Linked DNA regions of Callithrix jacchus: region 2 is linked to region 1. The links are chromatin contacts, called in public Hi-C maps. All regions are on one chromosome and are shown on one strand. Each heading gives the region's core, a stretch centred on a gene start, on an enhancer-like site or on the middle of the called end of the contact. The rest is flanking DNA. Distances are from core to core; before and after follow the strand shown.

What was found. Hi-C and Micro-C count contacts between places; a contact is called where the count stands out from the background.
Region 2: a contact with region 1 is called in a Hi-C map of skeletal muscle, with 5 times the contacts expected there. The contact joins the promoter of MRTFA here to the enhancer-like site in region 1. A contact is called at or near these places in 2 of 3 Hi-C or Micro-C datasets (both in skeletal muscle).

The regions. Positions count from the first base shown.
Region 1 is chr1:191,224,480-191,231,087 of calJac240_pri, forward strand. All of the region lies in intron 3 of MRTFA (myocardin related transcription factor A), which reads right to left. Among named protein-coding and RNA genes, the nearest start is that of MRTFA, 120 kb to the right of the region's middle. Within about 2 kb of position 2,647, at least 9 of the 16 cell types and tissues checked have an H3K27ac peak or open chromatin away from gene starts, as enhancers often do. A contact at or near this core is called in skeletal muscle, where this site is marked.
Region 2 is chr1:191,341,811-191,348,418 of calJac240_pri, forward strand. It overlaps MRTFA (myocardin related transcription factor A), which reads right to left and starts at 2,546. Exons shown (of 14, transcript XM_078334625.1): 1 at 2,305-2,546.

The DNA.
Region 1 (6,608 bases), core at 1,397-3,896:
ACAAAGAAAGAAAAACAAACTTCCCAGCTGGGTGCACTTGAGCCCAGAAGCTCAAGACTGCCCGGGTGGGCAACATAGCAAAATCCCAGCACTTTGGGAGGCTGAGGAGGGCGGATAACGAAGTCAGGAGTTCAAGACTGACCAGCCTGGCCAACGTGATAAAACCCTCTCTCCACTAAAAATACAAAAACATTAGCTGGGCACAGTGGTGGGCACCTGTAATCCCAGCTACTCAGGACCCTGAGGAGGGAGAATTTGTTGCACCTGGGAGGTGGAGGTTGCAGTGAGCCGAGATTGCACCACTGCACTCCAGTCTGGGCAAAAGAGTGAGACTCTGTCTAAAAAAAAAAAATTAGAAGGGTGCCTGTAGTCCTAGCTACTAGGGAGGCTGTGGTGGGTGGATCACTCGAGTCTGTCAAGAACCACTGGGTTATTTCAAGGATTAAAAGAGTTGATTTAGGCTCGGCACAGTGGCTCACCCCTATAATCCCAGCACTTTGGGAGGCTGAGACAGGTGGATCATGAGGTCAAGAGTTCAAGACCAGCCTGGTCAACATGGTGAAAAACCATCTCTACTAAAAATACAAAAATTAGCTGGACATGGTGTACACGCTTGTAACCTCAGCTACTCAGGAGGCTGAGGCAGGAGCATTGCTTGATCCTGGGAGGTGGAGGGAGGTTGCAGTGAGCTGAGATTGCACCACTGCACTCCAGCCTGGGCAACAGAGTGAGACTGTCTCAAAAAAAAAAAAAAAAGGGGGGGGGCATAATGGCAGGTGCCTATAATGCCAGCTACTCAGGAGGCTGAAGCAAGAGAATCACTTGAACCTGGGAGGCAGAGGTTGTAATGAGCCAATATTGAGCCACTGCACTCCAGATTGGATGACAGAGAAAGATTCTGTATCGGGAAAAAAAAAAAAAAGAGTTGATTTATATATAAAGCATGTAGAACAGTACCTGGGCACAGGTGCTATTATTAAGATTAGCATAGTGGCTTCTAGGCAAAATAAGTTTATCCTAATAGCAACTAAAGACAATCTGATTCGTCCCCAATTTGATTAAGTAACAAAAAATTAAAATAAATCACAGATGCTGATAGGATGTGAAAAAAATGGGTTTGTCTATTCCCAGTAAGATTTATTTACACACTGGGCACAGTGGCTCATGCCTGTAATCAGCACTCTGGGAGGCTGAGGCGGGTGGATCATTTGAGATCAGGAGTTCAAGACCAGCCTGACCAACATGGTGAAATCCCATCTCCCATTTCTACTGAAAGTACCAAAAAAACTAGCAAGGTGTGGTCGTGCACGCCTGTAATCTCAACTACTCAGGAGGCTGAGGCAGGAGAATTGCTTGAACTTGAGAAGCAGAGGTTGCAGTGAGCTGAGATCACGCCAATGCATCCCAGCCTGGGCAACGAATTAAGATTCTGTGTTTAAAAATAAAAAAAAAAAAAGATTTATTTACACTCATTACCACTTTCTATGGATATAATATATTCAGTTCATATTGGAATCTCTGGCCTCACAACTGAGGCTGTCTCTCAACTGGAAGTTTCTTTAAGGTGGAAGAACATTAGTAATATGTTCTTATAATATTAACTGTGGTTTAAGGACACTTTTCTGCAAAGTATGAGTTTGGCTTCCGGATGGGCTTGGTGGCTCACACCTGTAATCCCAACACTTCTGGAGACCAAAGCTGGAGGATAACTTGAGCTCAGGAGTTTGAGACCAGTCTGGGCAACATAGGGAGACCTTGTCTCTACCAAAAATAAATAAAGATCTTGGTTTTTAAGATTACCACGTTTCTCTTCATGTTCATAGTAGCTTTTAACAAGGTGCTGGTATCAATAGCTCAACCCTCAAACATCCAGCTAACAGTAGAAAATACACTACACAGAAAGAAAAGATGGTAGACAAGTCCAACTATCTTTCAGAGTAGGCAGCAATGCTTGTACTTGTATTTAGTACTGAGCAATTGTTTCCAATTTTCTAGGAAGTCACAAAGCTGTCACAAATTGTTTATACAATTCTTCCTTTGTCAGAGTCCAGTGCCTGCTCAGTTTGTCATTTCATATTGGCAAATAACTATACAAGTTTTCCTCATCTGTGACACAAAGATTAAAATAAGCAGAGGTAGTCACATTCTAAACATTTTCTGGTTCACACCTTCCTGTATTAGGGAAATCAGTGTTTGGGCACAAAAGATCATCCATTCTAACTCTTACTGGGCAAATATGTTGTTTGTGTCAACAAAGTACTTTTGTAAATAGAAAATAATGCCAATATCATTAAGTGCTTGAAAGAAAGATCTGCCAAAAATAACCCTGTTGTGACCTACTCTTAGGATAATCCAGGGTTGATAAAAAGCCAAATTCTCCCCATAGCCGACAGAGATTTGCCTCAGCCTAAGGCTATTTTCCCTAAGTGAGTTTCTAAACTTTCTCGGAAGCTTCTCTTTCTCATCGAGCTGGTCAAAGTTTTCTTGTAACAACATACCACACAACTGAAAAGCTAAGTTTCGGGGTCTGAATTTTTGTTTACCTGATAGAAGTTACTGCTTTCTCCTAGTGGAGAAAGCTTATCTCCAGAAAACTTTTTCAGTAATCTGATGGCAACAGCTTTGCTACTAAAAATTTCCCAAAATCTTCTTGTTTGGGCAGGTCCTGCTGAAATCCCCCTCCTCATGAGGAGGAATTTGAGTAAAAATACTGCCAGCTTCAAGTTCCCTTAGGCAAATTTCCAGCCTCAGTCTGAGGCCATGAGGTTAAACATTTCTCAATGACGCAGGCTCCCTCTGAGGGAGGAACAAGAAAAAGAAAAAAATCAAAACGTATTCCTCCCAGTGCAGTAAATCAAGAAACAGCAGCCTAGTACTTAAAAAAAAGAAAAGTGAAGTTAAACTATATACTGTTTGCTCTGCCAAGGCCCCCAGTGGGAGTACAGAACCCAAATGAGAACTGTGGGATGAGAAAAAGAACTGTAGAACTAGCAATCCAGTCAAACTGACAAGATATTTCTCTAGATTCTCTACATAATCTCTAGAATACCAGTACAGTGTAAGGCTCCAGTCACTGTATAATTTACGATAACTAGGACAACTAAAGCAAAGTGACTGAATTAGTGGTTGGGGGTAAGGAATGGTTCACACATGAAGCAAATCACGATTCAGGATTAAAATGTATATTAAGTGAGAGGTTGGGGAAACTAAAGGCAAGTACATTTAATCAACTTCTTAGTATAAGAATATATAAGGCTGATCACAAAGAAGGCAAACTCCTGTGAGGGGTAGGTAGGGTTCTTGGACCTCTGGTCATTAGCAGATAAATAATTGAATGAAATAAAACCCAAACTGCTCCCCAGAAACTGATTAATATATACAGAATTTTAGAGTTAAAAAGGGCCTAAATGCTTACAAGAAAATGCCGGTGATGAATATGCCATGTGTACGGTGCTTTAATTCTCAAAGTGCTTTCATTGAATCATTAAATAAAAAGTATTATGTACCTGCTATGTGTTAGGAACTGGGAATACAGAAATTAGATACCACCCCTGCTTGCATGGGGCATTCTTCTGACAATGAGACCTGCTAGGAATGAAAATGCAGCAAACAATCGCTTTCTGGTCTCCCAGTGAACCTAGGGAGAGCACAGCAGAAGGCGCACCTCAGTTTCTGCGGGAATCCAAGATAGCACAAGTCTCAGAAGAGGTAACCCTTAAACTGAGACCTGAAGGATGAGAAGGCTGGCAAGCAGAAAGAGGAACAGTAATATGCAAAGGAACAGAGAGTTAAAAGCACAAAGTGTTCCGGGAACCAAAAACTGGTCAGTACTGCTGGAGACTGTGAGTTTGGAAGTGATATGAGATAACCACTTAGTCAGAGACCAGACAAATAAAATAGTTTAAGTTTTACCTCACAAGAAATGGAGGAATTGTGAGCGGGAGAAGAAAAGGATTAGAATTGGTAGTCAGCAAAAGTATCCTAGCAGCTGAATGAACAGATCAGAGGAAAGTTGAACTATAGCCAGGGAGCCCAATAACAAGGCCCCTGAAACCACAAGGAAAAATCCTGAGAATATGATATAGAGCGGAGAGACAAAATATAAGAGGTCAAGGTAGAAGTAAAATCTAGAGAACTAAGAAGTCAAATAGATGTGACGAGTACAACCAGAAAGGAAGAATCGAAACTGACTCCTAATTTTCCTGGCCAGGGCAACTGGCACTATAAATTAGGGAATGCAGGCTTGGGGATAGTCACCGGGAATGGTGGTATCAGTTTAAATGCATGCAGGAAGAAATTAGTGAATTAATTGAATCTAGAACTCAGGAAATAGGTCAGGGATATAGATATAAATACACACATCACATTTGAATACTTTCCTATTTGGAGGAAATTCTAAGATGGGGGAACGCAGTCACCTTTTCCCATTAGAGGAACTGACAGTTAACAGAAATTCCCTCTCTCTGTTCCCTGGCATCTAGTTCACAAATATATAACCCAAGTCAATAAGATCCTCCTATGTAGATCTTCAAATATTGAAAGAATAAAACAAATGTGGAAAATATAAACAAATTATTCATGGCACTGTGGCAAGTGCCTACTGGTGGCAGTGCCAACAGCAGCAGATGTTCATGGAAGACCAGGCCAGCAGCAGTGGCAGAGAAGGTCCAGTGAGCAGTGCTAGAGACAGAGTCCTCAGCTGACTGGTCCCATTATACGGTCTTCACCAAGTCTTGCCTCACTCAATTTCTGCTCATTTTCTAAACTGTGTTATCCAGCCTTCCTTTTAAGGCTGTGCACTAATACTTTTCTAATAAATTTATTGTATGCTTAGGTTAACCAAGATTATGTGAAGAACTCTGAGTAGTATAGAATGAGAAGAAAACACCGAACAGGTAAGATGAAGCCTAGAACTGGCCCATTATATGTATAGGGTGGCTAGAGGCCACCAGTGAAATTAAATTCATATGTGTTATCTCCTTCCATCCTTATAATCCCTTGTGAGGAAAATAAGGCAAGAATCATATCTTTATTTTAGGATAAGTAAGCTGAGGGTAAAAGAGATTAAGATCATACAGTTCTTTTTGCTAGCCAAGGGTGTCCTCAAAAAAGTTGTTTTACAAGTGCTCACTCATTAAAGGATATCTTAAATGACAATACTAATTCTAACAGCTAATGTCAATGGACACAGATGAAAACCACACATGGGTTCCAGTGCCCGTCTTCCAGCTTCTACAATTTTGGTAACATAAAGAAGATGAGGATCTTTGCCATCACCTTCCACGGCTCACTCAGTGTACCTTCGTTACTGCTTAAAGAATGCATCATAAGCTGAAGGGATTCCTCAAGTGGAAGAAGGGATCTTCTATCCCTAACCATGAGAACCACTGTGGGAATGAGAGGTTGAAAGCTTTCAAAAGATGATTTCTCAACTTCATTCCTTTGGGATATGTCACAGCCAGGAAGGGAGAAATTGGAAAAAGCAGCTTTCACAAGCTGCCAAATCCATGTCCTAGTCCCAAGGGATAATTAGCCAGTGAGGTTTTGTGGAGCTGATGTAATGTTGGCAGAGGCTAATGTTTTACGGCTGAACATGTAGTCTCTTGATATTTAGCTACAGGGCTAAAAGGAATTCATACCCATAACTCCACCACTTAGCAATGTGTGCCTTAAAAGTAATTTGTAAACTTTAACTGATCCATCTTTATCATTAGTTAAGAGTGTTTGTTAAACTATAAATTTTCTAAAATTTTATATAACTATTTTGCTATGAGAAGAAATTTCTAAGTAATGGAGACAATTTAGAAAGCTTAAAGTAATAAAATAATTAGAAGAAAGGGAAGTTTTCCAAGGAGTAAAGTCTGCACTTTAATCCCACTACCAGCACACCAAGTTTAAAGCCATCTGATGAGCTTATGAAAATAAATTTTGAGCTGGGTGAGGTGGTTCATGAGGTCAAAAGATGGAGACCATCCTGGCCAACACGGTGGAACTTTGTCTCTCCTAAAAATACAAAAATTAGCCAGATGTGGTGGCAGACGCGTGTAGTTCCAGCTACTCGGGAGGCTGAGGCAAGAGAACTCTTGAACCCGGAAGGTAAAGGTTGCAGTGAGCTGAGATAGCGCCACGGCACTCCAGCCTGGGTGACAGAGCGAGATTCCATCTCAAAAAAACAAAACAAAACAAAAAACAACTTTTGAAACTGAGTACTCTAAGCCAAAAGTTTTCAGAAGTACCAAATCTCTCACAAAAATTGTCAATCTTAGAAACCTTAGCAGTATTCTGAGATGCAGGAGGTAAGAATTAATGAACAAGGAGCAGAAATATTAAAATATTAACACTCTTGATTTGAGTTTGGACTGTTAAACTTCAAAAACAATGCTTGCAAGCCAGGCCTGGTGGCTTGCGCCTATAATCCCAGGACTTTAGGAGGCCAAGGCAGGTGAAACTCCTGAGGTCAGGAGTTTGAGACCACCCTGGCCAACATGGCAAAACCCCTTCTCTACTAAAAATACAAAAATTAGCTGGCATAGTGGTGTGTGCCTGTAATCCCAGCTATTAGGGAGGCTGAGGCAGGAAAATCACTTGAACCCGGGAGGCAGAGGTTG
Region 2 (6,608 bases), core at 1,296-3,795, 120 kb after region 1:
AGGAAAAAGCTCCCTTGAATCTCCCATTAAAGTCTGGATATGTGCTTAAGAGTTTATTTCCGTACGTTACAATCTCATTTTTTTTTTGCCTCTCCCAGTAGACTGTGAGCGCCTCATGCACAGAGACCATATCTCATATCTCACTTACCTTGATAGCCCCAGCCCTTGGAAAAACACCTGGCACAATACAAACGTGGAACAAAAAGTCTGCTGAATGAATAAATGAAGTCATCCCTTAAGTAGTACTTGTAATTACTACCAGGTGGACCCAAACTTTATGGTTTTGCCCTTTACAGGCTGAGATCCTATTTCATACTTTTTCAGATCACTCCCTGATAGCATCTGGCAGAGTACTAAGGACAGGAAAAGTCCCCAGTAAATACTTTTGGGTGATGGGATATATATTACTCTTCCACTTCTCTTGATTTGACTCTAAATTACTTATTCTAGTGGATGTGACTTTTGAAAGCCTTCTTAAAAAGGGGCCCTTCTTTTTTTTTTTTTGAGACACAGTTTCACTCTTGTTACCCAGGCTGGAGTGCAATGGCGCAATCTCGGCTCACTGCAACCTCCACCTCCTGGGTTCAGGCAATTCTCCTGCCTCAGCCTCCCATGTAGCTGGGATTACAGGCACGCACCACCATGCCCAGCTAATTTTTTGTATTTTTAGGAGAGACGGGGGTTTCACCATGTTGACCAGGATGGTCTCGATCTCTTGACCTCGTGATCCACCCTCCTCAGCCTCCCAAAGTGCTGGGATTACAGGCGTGAGCCACCGCGCCCAGCCCAAAAAGGGGCCCTTCTTAACAGTTATTGGCCAAAAACTGAAACACCAGAGCTAAACTACAGATATTTTTTTCTTTGCAGGTGTTTTTAAATAATGCAGTAATGGATTGCTTCTTTCTAAACCATTCAGTAAGAAACAGTAACATAAAGAAACAGTAACATTCGCTATGAAATATGCAAACGACATCAGGCAAAACTTAGTTTAATAACTTCCAGCCAAAGGTTCCCCACCCTGCAGTCATGGGGCTGTGGGCCAGCTGGCTGTACCACCTCACCCCCGGGAGATGACTGCTTTTCAACAGTAAAACTGCGTAAGTGACATTTGGAGTTTTGGGAGGGGTCTTCTGAAGTAAAACCTGTAAGTTTAACTTCTTATTAACAATAAGTCTTATGTTACAAGCTTTGGCTTCATGTAGAAAAGACCCTGTAAAGATCTCAAAAACTTGGAACTCGGGGACATTCCAGACGTCTTATGAGTTTAAAACCATACAAAAATATATGCAGGGGGTAATTCCATTATTACATTTAAGTGATGTATTCCACATTCCTGTATATACACACACTTCATGCCAAATAGAGGCTGGCAAGCAGTTAACCGTTCAACTGCCCTTTCGTTATGCTGCATAACGGAGACGAGAGAGAAATCTTGACAAAGCCAAGCTGGGCTAGTGCTTAATGTACACTGGGGCAAACCAGTCATTCTCAACATCCCAAAAGCAAACATTTCTTGTACCCTTACTAGCGCCAAGCACTGTGTCCAACGTTTCACGTGAATTATTTCATTTCACACTTACAACAAACAGCCATATGCGATTGGTGGTATTAACGTTCTCATTTTTCAGACGAGGACACCAAGGCACAAGATTACACAGCTAGCAAGTAAGTGGCAGGTTTGGGAGTCGACTTAAAAGGTCCAGCCCTGGGCACTATGGAGTATCAAAGGTACCCGAGGCGGGGAGGGTGGGCTGCAACCAGCGTCCTGGCAGACAGACGCTTTCTTAGAGGGTAAAGTTCTTGACCATCAAGTTTCAGATCTGCAGAGCCCTGTACACCTGGCTGCGATTAGGTTGCTACAGCTGAGCCTCCCTGCCTGGGAATCCCCAAGAATGCACTTGGATCCTGAAGGTTTGTACGAGATCCCAGAGAAAAGGCCGACACCTCATCGCTGCAATCAAAACACACCCGGGGAGCTGCGAGGGCCAGGACTTTCGTGCTTCCCGCCCAGAGCACCGCGGCCCCGCCAGGCGGTGCACAGGTGCACTGCCCCGCCCGCCCGCCTAGGTCCCGGTCCCGGTCCCGGCCCCTGCCCCGGCCCCGGCCCCGACACAGTGACCGCGGTTCAGCGACTCGCGTCCCGAGAGCAGGGGCAGAAGGCCGGCGGGAAGAGGGCCGGGGGCGCGAGGGCCGCCCCGCCCGACCCCCGGGGGGCGCTCGCAGAGGGGTCGCGGGGAGAAAGGATGCTCCGGGCGGGGCGGGGCCGCGGTGGGGGAGGGGTCCCCAGCCTGGACTCTCACTCACCGCCTCTCGCTGTTCCTGGCCGGGCTCCGCGGCTCGCCCCACTCCGGCTCTAGCCGTCCGCGTCTCCTCCAGAGGCTCAACGTCCATCCAGGGCGCACGGAGCTAAGAAGTCGCCGACAGCGGAAGGCGAGTGGCCAGCAGCAACCGAGAAGGTGGTGAGGATGGGACCGTCGCTCTAGCTGCCGCGGCCACCACAGACGCTGCTACCGCCGGCTCCTCGCAGCCGCGGAAGCTGCGGGCCCGCCCACCACGCCCGCCTCCCGCCCTGAAGACCGCCCACTAGAGAAGTGACGGCGGTGCTAGCCAATCATAGGCCTGATCGGGGTCGTGATCGGCGGACTATGGGGCGGGCAGAGAAGGAAGCGGCACGAAGAAGGCGAGGACGGCGGCGTGACTTCCTGTGACTGACTGCACGTCGCAGCCAATGGGCAGCGGGAAGATGACCTCATCGCTGAGGAAAGTCTGGAACTGGCTGAGCTGCGAAGAAGAGGTCGGCGACGAGCCGGGGGCGGAGCGCTGGGCCTTAAAGAGGCCGCAGCCCACTGGTCACCCTGTGAAGGAAAGGGCGGTGGACCCTGCCGGACCTTGCCAAGTTGCCAAGGGATCAATGCTCAGCCGCGAGTAATTACTCCATTAATCCCAGACCCCATCCTGATTCTTCTCCGGGGCTGAAGGGTCTCCGCTTGGGACTCCGAAGTCGATCATTTCACATTCACGCTTCCAAAACGAGACACAATAAATTCCTCTCTGGCCTGGAGCCCTGAATTCCTGTTACAGTCCCGCCCCGCCGAGGTCCGTCACCTTGTTTCTCTGAGTCAATTTCCCCAACGGTGAAAGGGAAGACGCTGACACCTGCCTGCCCCTCCCTACCTGCCAAGACCGTGGTGATCAGCAGCAGCGAAAGTGCTCTGGGCTTGGAAGAGGAAAAGGGCTGCGTGAGCCCAAGAGCTTGCATCGGAAGACTCCAAGAGAGCATTTGCAAAAGGAGGATTCCACGGGATGAACCCCGACGACTCTTGGAATTCTAAAATCCTATACCCTTGCCGCACCCATTCGTGTAGTGAAGGGGCGCGCCTTAGGCGCAGAGGCCACACACTCAGCAAGTGAACCCGGACACCTCTCTAAACCTATTCTGGGCTGGGGGCGGGGGGCGGGGAGCAGGGTGGCTGCCCGATTTAAAAACTGTATTTGTGAATATATATCTATTTTTTTAAATGTGTGAAGTCCATGACTGCAACAGGGAGAAAGGATAGAGGCAAAAGGGGAGAGAGAAACAAAGTAATCCAGGCCCATTGCGACGAAAGCCGCGGTCAGGCAGGCCGTTCATGTCCCTCTTCCTCCCCAGCAATGGGAGAGAGCCCAGAAAAGGAGAAATAACTCCAACTCGGTGGGGTGGAAAAGAGGGGGGAAGCGCTTTCCGGAAGGCGTCCGGGGATAGGGTCACCAGACAGAGTCAGAGGAAGGAATAACAGTAGGTAGAGGAAGAAGGGGTCAGGAGCATTCTTCTAGGTTTGGGGCGGACCCGTGAATAGACACAAAGACTGAAAAGGAGCCGCTCACTTTACATTCCAGGGTATATCCTCACTATGACCCTCTTTTCCCCCTCAAAGGCTTCTGGGACTGCCCATTGGTGAACTCTCAGAGGGAGGGCGGGAGAGGGTGCCGCTCTCTCCAACAGCTGCGGAAGTCAAAGTGGCCTTGGAATATTCCCAATTACTCACTATAAGTCAGTTTCCGGTTCAGTACCAAAGCCCCGGTGGCAGAATCTTGGAGCTAGACGGATCCTCGTGGGTCCTTAGTCACACACACCTTCCCCCAAGGCAGAAATTCTTGCACAAAATACCTGATAAAATTATTTATTCGACAAATATTTTTTGAGTAAGAACACTGAGGGCGTATAAGATACAGTCACTACCCTGGGGGTGCTCACACCAAACTGGGGGATGCTAAGGCATGTACTTCGGTGACTGCAGTGCCAGGCGGATATCGCAGGTGACTAATGGTGCAGAAGTGTGCCTCGGAGGAGAAATTACCCCCGTTGGAATTATTGGGGTGGGGCACATTTCCCCAAAACATGACCAGGGTGGGGCTGGGGCATTCCAGATAGTACCCACCCAGACACAGCCCTCCTGAAAAAGTCCAGGTGAGGAGGCACAAGTGTATTTTATTAGTGACAGGAAGTGAGTTCTGCCCATTCATGGCAGAGACTATAGACAAGCTCACCCTCTCACAAATACCTCTGCTGTTTTTCTGGACAACTTAAGTTGTACATGTTTTATATACTCTATATAGACACACATATACTTTGTGTACATATAAAGGGTTAGGCTGGGTGTGGTGGCTCACACCTGTAATCCCAGCACTTTGGGAGGCTAAGTCCAGAGGATTACTTGAGGTCAGGAGTTTGAGACCAGCCTGGCCAACATGGTAAAACCCCGTGGCTACTAAAAGTACAAAAATTAGCCGGGTGTGGTGGCGCATGCCTGTAATTCCAGCTAGTCAAGAAGCCGAGGCATGAGAATCGCTTGCACTTGGGAGATGGAGGTTGCAGTGAGCCAAGATCCCACCACTGCACGCCAGCCAGGGCAGCAGAGAGGGTGAGACTCCATTTAAAAAAAAAAGGCGGGGGGGTTATATATATTTCTGTTTATATATATTTCTTATGGGCTGTCTGCCTCCCTCTAATCTCTGACTCCGCTCCAGCCTAGGTAACAGAGTAAGACTCGGACTCTAAAAGAAAAAGTAATAAAATCATCATTGCCCCTAGATCCTAATGGTATCCTCTAATGCTTCACAGAACATGTCTAATCCCACTTCACTTCCTTTCCCACACCCGCTACCCATCTCCACAAAGCAATAGGGATGAAGACCCTTTTTCTTGCCATCAGTCCTCAATGATGGTTTTCATATGCCTTATTATCCTAATGACTTCAAGTGGCTATCCTTCAGGATCTATTGGGGACATGTGTTATTTGTGTCATTCCCAGCAAACACTCTCTTTTTTTGGTAAGGGAACCTCACTTTCCTCTGGGGAACTGTCAGAGGTGTTCAAACAAGAACGACTCCACCTTAAATAGGGGCTGGGTAAAATAAGGTTGAGACCCCCTGGGCTGCATTCCCAGGGGTCAGCCATTATAAATCACCAGATGAGATAGGAGGTCAGCACAAGATACAAAGACCTTGCTAATAAAATACGTTGTGGTAAAGAAACCGGACAAACCCGCCAAAGCCAAGATGGTGAGAAAAGTGACCTCTAGTCATCCTCGCCGCTCATTATACACTAATTATAATACATTAGCATGCTAAAAGACACTCCCACTGGCACCGTAACAGTTTACAGATACCATAAAAAAGTCCTATAGGGTCCAAAAAGGGGAGGAACCATCAGTTCCAGTTCCAGGGATTGCCCACCCCTTTCCCATAAAATTCATGAATGATCTATCCCTTGCTTAGCATATAATCAAAAAGTAGCAATAAGTATAAGCAGCTGAGTGACCCATGCTGCTGCTCTGCCTATGGAGTGGCCATTCTTTTGTCTCTTGTGTTTTTTTTCTTTATTTTTCTCTTTTTTGAGACAATCTTGCTCTGTCACCCAGGCTGGAGTACAGTGGCATGATCTCGGCCCACTGCAACCTCTGCTTCCCAGGTTCAAGCGATTCTCCTGCCTCAGCCTCTGGAGTAGCTGAGACTACAGGCGCTGGCCACCACACCTGGCTAATTTTTGTATTTTTGGTAGAGATGGGCTTTTGCCATGTTTGGCCAGGCTGGTCTAGAACTCCTGGCCTCAATGATCTGCACCCCCTCTTGGCCTCCGAAAGTGCTGGGATTACAGGCCTGAGCCACTGTACCCGGCCTCTTTTGTTTCTTGATTACTCTAATAAACTTGCTCTCACTTAAGTCTATGAATTCGCCTTAAATTCTTTCTTGCTCGAGATTCAAGAACCCTCTCTTGAGGTCTATACTGGGACCCCTTTCTGGTAACAGAATCACTCCTCCCCATTGTCTGTCTCTGTAACTGCCTTGGGAATAACTCACTACTCACCTGAGGTTGGGGGGATCACATGGCCCAGTCCTAATCAATGAAAGCACTCCAACCCCTGCCTGCCCTCACATGTAGTGATTTAGGTAAAGGCATGTGACCAAGACAGTCCAGTCAGCATAACTGGTCTTGGGATCTCGTTAGAACTGCTGGGATGGGGCCAGGCACAGTGGCCTACTCCTGTAATCCCAGCACTTTAGGAAGCCAAGGCGGGCAGATCATCTGAGGTCAGGAGTTCAAGACCAGCCTAAGCAACATGGTGAAA